Linked DNA regions of Triticum aestivum: region 1 is linked to region 2. A link is a contact called in public Hi-C data. All regions are on one chromosome and are shown on one strand. Each heading gives the region's core, a stretch centred on a gene start, on an enhancer-like site or on the middle of the called end of the contact. The rest is flanking DNA. Distances are from core to core; before and after follow the strand shown.

Region 1 (2,928 bases), core at 230-2,729, 390 kb before region 2:
GAGGAGGAGGGGGGGGGGGGGGGGGGATTGGGAACACTTAGAGCTCAGTATGCCCATGTAAGCATGAGAGCTCTCGATATACAAGAAAGAACACACAACGCGGGAGTAGGGTGTTACATCTCGGCGGTGGCTTGAACCTGGGTAAACTGAAGTGACTTAGTGTTTTAACACCTGGACGAACAATCTAGGAGAGCTCGCTAATGTCCGATCTCAACAATTATCCATGGACAGTAAGGTGACAAGAACAACCAGGAAAATATGGATTGAATGGCACGGTGAAAATGTGTGCGCCAAAGAGTAAAGGAGGGATAAGTTTTCTTGATATCCACGGTTTCATCTTAGCAATGTTGGAAAAGCAAGCAATGAGACTCCTTGAGAACTGAGAGTCGCTATGTGTTCTATTCTTGGTGAGAAATATTATCTGGATGGCAACTATTTAGAGGCGAAGCTCAAGAAGAGGTTGTCCTTTACGTGACATGGTAACATGGCTGGAGTAAATGTGCTACGTCACAGTTATATCTGAAGAGCCGGGGATGGACAATTATGGGAGGATGCATGGATACGTGACAGGGTAACGTTGCTTGGAACATTACAAAGGGTGGCACCTTCTCCGTAAGATCGTAGAATGGAATTATAAATTTGGTGAACGGCTTTGACACAGGACATAAATGGTGCTATTCTGCTAATTCTATTGGAATGAAATTTGGCAATTGTTGTGCCCAACAAAAGTTGAAATTTTCTTGTGGAGAACTCTCCATGGCACCCTCCCTCGACAGCCTCCCTATAATAGGCTAATACATATAAAACATGCTCCGTATAAATATGAAAAAATAGAATTTAGATGTACAATACTTATAGCACATCAAAATATGCTTTAACAAAACTGTATGAAGAATAATAATACGACGAGTCCGCTAAGATGATCTAATGCTCCATTATTCCTAGATCCCTCCATCATCCCCAGTGGACTTTGTTGTCGTGCGTGCGTGGAGCTGGGGCCGGTGTACATGGCCGGCACCGGCAAAAAGGGCAGACATGTTGTGCGTGGCGTTAGTAGGAGGGGTTGGGGTTCCCATCTGGTGGTCAATGTCCTTCCACTCGTGCAATTCCCAACCCAACGTTTGCTTTGTCAGCGCTTGTTGACCAGCACCATCAGCTAGCCTTGATCGATTAACAAAGAGCAGCCGGCCAGCCAACTTTGGCGAGGTCGCCATCACACACACGATCGTTATTCGTTAGCGAGCAGTGGCGGCGCGGTTGCGTTGACGTGGCGCGCACCGGAGCGCGCTGGCGCTGCGGTGCAAATGGGGCACCATCGTCCTAACCCCAACGCAGGCCGCATGCTTCTTCCATGGCGTAATCATTCCTATTCTTTTCCTTGCACTGGAGGCTGACTCATGACACGAACCTTCCGGTCCTGGCCTGGCCTGGATCCCCTCCCTATAAAATCCACACGTACGCCGGCTGCTGCTACTCGGACACCAGTCTCGATCGACCCGTCTGCCTTGCCTGCCGCGAGCATTATTAGCGCGTCGATCCAGGTTAGATTACGATCTTCCTTATTACTCCTTCCTTCCCTTTTTGTTTGGAAATGGAACATGATCGTGACCTGGAAAGAGTCTCTCACGACTGATATGTGGTGTGTTTCTCCTACGTACGACGTACGTACCAACTCATTACTTCGAGTATTTTGTCCAGCCCACGTTTGTTTGGTAATCCCGGGCGCGCGGCATTGATGGGTTCCTCCCAGGCGCTTGCTCTGTGGGTGGTGATCACGCACCTCCTCTCCCTTGGCGGCGGCTTCGTAAGCTGCGCCAAGCCGAGCTTCTGGCCGAGCTCGGCCACGCACGACGAGGCCGGCTGCCTCAGCTGGCGCGTCATGGTGGAGGCCAACAACGCGCGGGGCTGGCGTACGGTGCCGGCGCCCTGCGTCGGCTACGTCAAGGCCTACATGACCCGGGGCCAGTACGGCAGGGACCTGGACAGCGTCATGGAGCAGGTGTCCGCGTACGTCGACCAGATCGCCGCCGCCGCCGACGGCCTCGACGCCTGGATCTTCGACATCGACGACACCTGCCTCTCCAACCTGCTCTACTACCAGGCCAAGCGCTTCGGGTACGTGCGTCTCCATTTCCTTGTGTGCAAGTGCAACGAGAGAACGTGTTTCTACTTTCAAGTTTCAAGTAGAGTTAGCAGCCAGCGAATAATATATGATGTGTTTCAGGGCGTACGATCCCATGGCCTTCAAGAAGTGGGCTAGCCAGGGGGCCTGCCCGGGGATACCTCCGGTCCTTGAGCTGTTCGCGGCGCTGCAGGACAAGGGATTCAAGGCCTTCCTTGTCTCCGGGAGGGACGAGGAGACTCTGGGCTCCTGCACGTCCCAGAATCTGGAGTCAGAAGGGTTCTCAGGGTACGAGAGGCTCATGATGAGGTACACTACCAACACCCTCTTGGTGACTTAAACACACACTATTTTTGGTAATAGAGAATCCCTTGCTACTATTCAGAGAGAGGCAAGGTTGATTTCTGGCATAGAACATGATCGGAATGTGTTTGCAGAACTCCCGAGTACCGAGGGCAGAGCTCGTCGGTGTTCAAGTCGGCGATGAGGAAGCAGCTGGTGGACGAGGGCTACAGGATCCGCGGCAACGTCGGGGATCAGTGGAGCGACCTGCAGGGCGACAACGTCGGTGACCGCGTGTTCAAGATACCAAACCCCATGTACTTCGTCCCGTGAAAACACACGGGTCGCCGGAGGCCGGCCACCGGTGTGCTCGCTGCCTGCCTGCCTGCCTGATCGACTAATTCGTAGGCCGTGTAAACAACGGCCGATATGTGGCAAAACAAGCATAGTAGAACTTAAATCATGATAAGTAAATAGGCAGTTTTCCGATTAAATTAATCCATGAATAAATCATGAGCATGACA
Region 2 (2,872 bases), core at 323-2,822:
TTACTATTTGAAGAAATAATAATTTGAATTTGAATTTCACTAGGGTTTCAATCAAGGGACAATTATGGTTAGCAAAATAAGATGACATTGCATAATTAGGATGAGATCAATGTAGCTTAATTATAGGGGAGTTACACCCTCACCACCACCTCTCAAAAAGAAAAGAAATAGTTATGCTTAATGGCCTTGGAGTAGGATTTTCTACAATAGTTTGCCACAGAACTAGTTAAGGTTTTCAACGGTGTAAAAGTTCTCAAAAATTCTGAAAAAAACTAAACCAACACACCTATAATATAATATGATCCAACAGATGGATTGAAAAAATATGACTGCATGTGTCCTGGACAAAAAGAACAAATGTTTCAATATATATTGATCCTGAAGTGAGCTGAAACGCTTGTTTTTTTTGCTAAGGACACATAAATGCATATTTTCACAATCACACCGTTGGATCATCTTATTATATTGGAGTGAGGCTCCCCTATTTATTTCATATTTTTTACTTACTTTTAAACCGTTAAATGTTTAGCAAGTCTTAACTAGTTCTGTGACAAGCTATGATAGACACAATTTTACCTACTAGCCTTGGGAAATAAGATAGCGTAATTGATGTTGACGAAAGACGGAAGATGAAGGATTATAATGGACAACAATACCTGTGTGATGTCACTTTGCTGGATGAGAGTTATATGATTGTATTCTCTTGCATTGTAAAGATGGATTGCTAGTACACATTACAAAATTTGAATCTCTAGTATACACTAGGTTGTGCACAATAATGTTCAATTTTTTGAAAACTCATTAGAAATATGATGGTAAATAACTAATAGTCTAAATGGTCGCCAAAATATGTCCAATGGGTTTCACTTTCAAAGCCCTCGCCGATGATAGTAAAACAGACAAACCAGTAAAAAGACCAAGTCAAAGAACGCTTTGGCATTTTAAAGTAAATTGATGTGCGTTTCGTCAGTAGTAAGAAGGGAAATTACTCCTCCGTCCTATATAATGCTAAGATGTTATTGGTGTATTATTATTGTTGTTATGTTATATTAGAGAGAGGGGTGGGTTTTAAGATTTTTTCTAGGGCATACCGTGAAACACACTTTGTAGATGCTGGATGTAATTGATATATTCATGATATTAATATATTTTCTTTATAAAAAATGTCATGAAACACAGATACACAACTACACAAACGATGCGAACCAATATGTGGTTGGATGGTTAAAGGGATCGTGGTATCCCAGCCCACCAGGGTTCAGCCTGGTGCTCGCATTTATTCCTAAATTTATTTCAGGATTTTCGGCGACACGCATTCAGTGAAAGGAGACGTTCCCGTCGACGACGAGGTGCTTAGGTGACTTTGTAAATTTCAAGATGATATGCCGGCTCAGTCTTTCGAAGGTGCTCATAGGGGTAGGATGTGTGTATACATTTATAGGGATGAATGTATGTATGCACGTGTATATGAGTGCTTGCGTTTATACTGTGTTAAATAAAACTACACAAGCGATAGGCGCCTGTATTGGTTCCGTAGATTTTTCAGAAAGAAAGAGGGAGACAGAGGGGAAAAAAGAAACGATGGCAGGCCTGGTTCACCAAATTGACGGATACAGAGGATCCCTGGTTCCCCAAAGCGGTTGTTCCCCATTCTTAAACCTTCCACGACCCTCTCCTCACTTCCGGCCTGCTTCCACTCTTCTCCGTCAGGATTTCGTTCCAGAAATCGAAGGATGAAGATCATTCCGGTGGCTTGCTTGGAGGATAACTATGCCTACCTGTACGAATCTTGAACCTTGCTTCCCTTGTTGCTTAGCTTCTGCTCGGAGATCCGTTTGAGATCCTGTTTATTCTCTTTTCAAGGATCGTTGACGAGAGCACCAAGGCGGCGGCGGCCGTCGACCCGGTGGAGCCGGAGAAGGTGCTGGCGGCGGCCAGCGAGGTCGGCGCCTACATCGACTGCGTCCTCACCACCCACCACCACTGGTACGCCATCCATCCCATTCCCATCCCATCCCAGCCTAGCAATTCATCGGCTTACTTCCCTTGGTTGTTAAGAGGGTCACTACTTTCTAGAATACGGATGTGCTCTGCTTCGTGCTTCTATAGTTGTTGCAGAACAAACCAGTATAATTGCAAAAACGTCACTCGTGTAATCATGCTACGTGTTCTTATAGAACTCGAAAATAGAGATGGAGAAATGGAAAAGGAAAGATAAAGCTAATAGCTTGATGCTCTTATTGCTCTGAGGATAACTACAAGGTGAATTAGGGATGTAAACGGAGCAGAAATTCAGTCCGCCCAACACCTTGTCTTCGGCCGCCCCTTCGCCGTCTCCTTCTGGACCAAGCTGGGCGTCCTGCTCCTTGGCACGTCGGTCAAGTCACTGCACCTGCTGGACGTCTCTCCGGCCATCGGTCAGGCATCGGTTGACACCTTCCTGTTGCTGTGTTGCTGGCACTTGTGGGAGCATCCGAACGGTGTGGTGTTCCGCGGCCTGCGGCCATCTCTTTCGCTTCTCCTCAAGCGCTGCCGCGAGGACGCTGCTCTGTGGCGTGGAAGGCTGAAGAGTGATAGACAGGGAGACGTCGACTCGTGACTGATCGCCCTTGCAGCTTACCTTGTGCTATGTCAACCCCGTGCTGTCTATCCCAAAATGATGTAAACATTCTGCCCCCAGGAGGCTTGCCCCTGTTCTTTTAATGAAATGTTCAGGTGGGACACCCCCGTCCCCCTGAAAATTCAAAAAAAAAGGAGCGGAAACGGAAACAGACGGAACTGAGTGTTGCCGCATTTGTTTTCTTATTTTTTTTTTCCGGAAGTGGAAACGAATACGGAAAGAGATATTACCGGTAATGAATACGGTGCGGAC

What was found. Hi-C and Micro-C count contacts between places; a contact is called where the count stands out from the background.
Region 1: a Hi-C map of leaf shows a contact between it and region 2, with 6 times the contacts expected there. The contact joins the promoter of LOC123081916 here to the promoter of LOC123085775 in region 2. A contact is called at or near these places in 2 of 5 Hi-C or Micro-C datasets (both in leaf).

What each region holds. Positions count from the first base shown.
Region 1 is chr4A:179,308,369-179,311,296 of IWGSC CS RefSeq v2.1, reverse strand. It overlaps LOC123081916 (acid phosphatase 1), which reads left to right and starts at 1,479. Exons shown (of 4, transcript XM_044504420.1): 1 at 1,479-1,541; 2 at 1,699-2,115; 3 at 2,225-2,431; 4 at 2,560-2,928. The coding sequence starts at 1,736. The coding sequence ends at 2,737.
Region 2 is chr4A:178,914,831-178,917,702 of IWGSC CS RefSeq v2.1, reverse strand. It overlaps LOC123085775 (hydroxyacylglutathione hydrolase cytoplasmic), which reads left to right and starts at 1,572. Exons shown (of 8, transcript XM_044507477.1): 1 at 1,572-1,780; 2 at 1,864-1,986. The coding sequence starts at 1,734.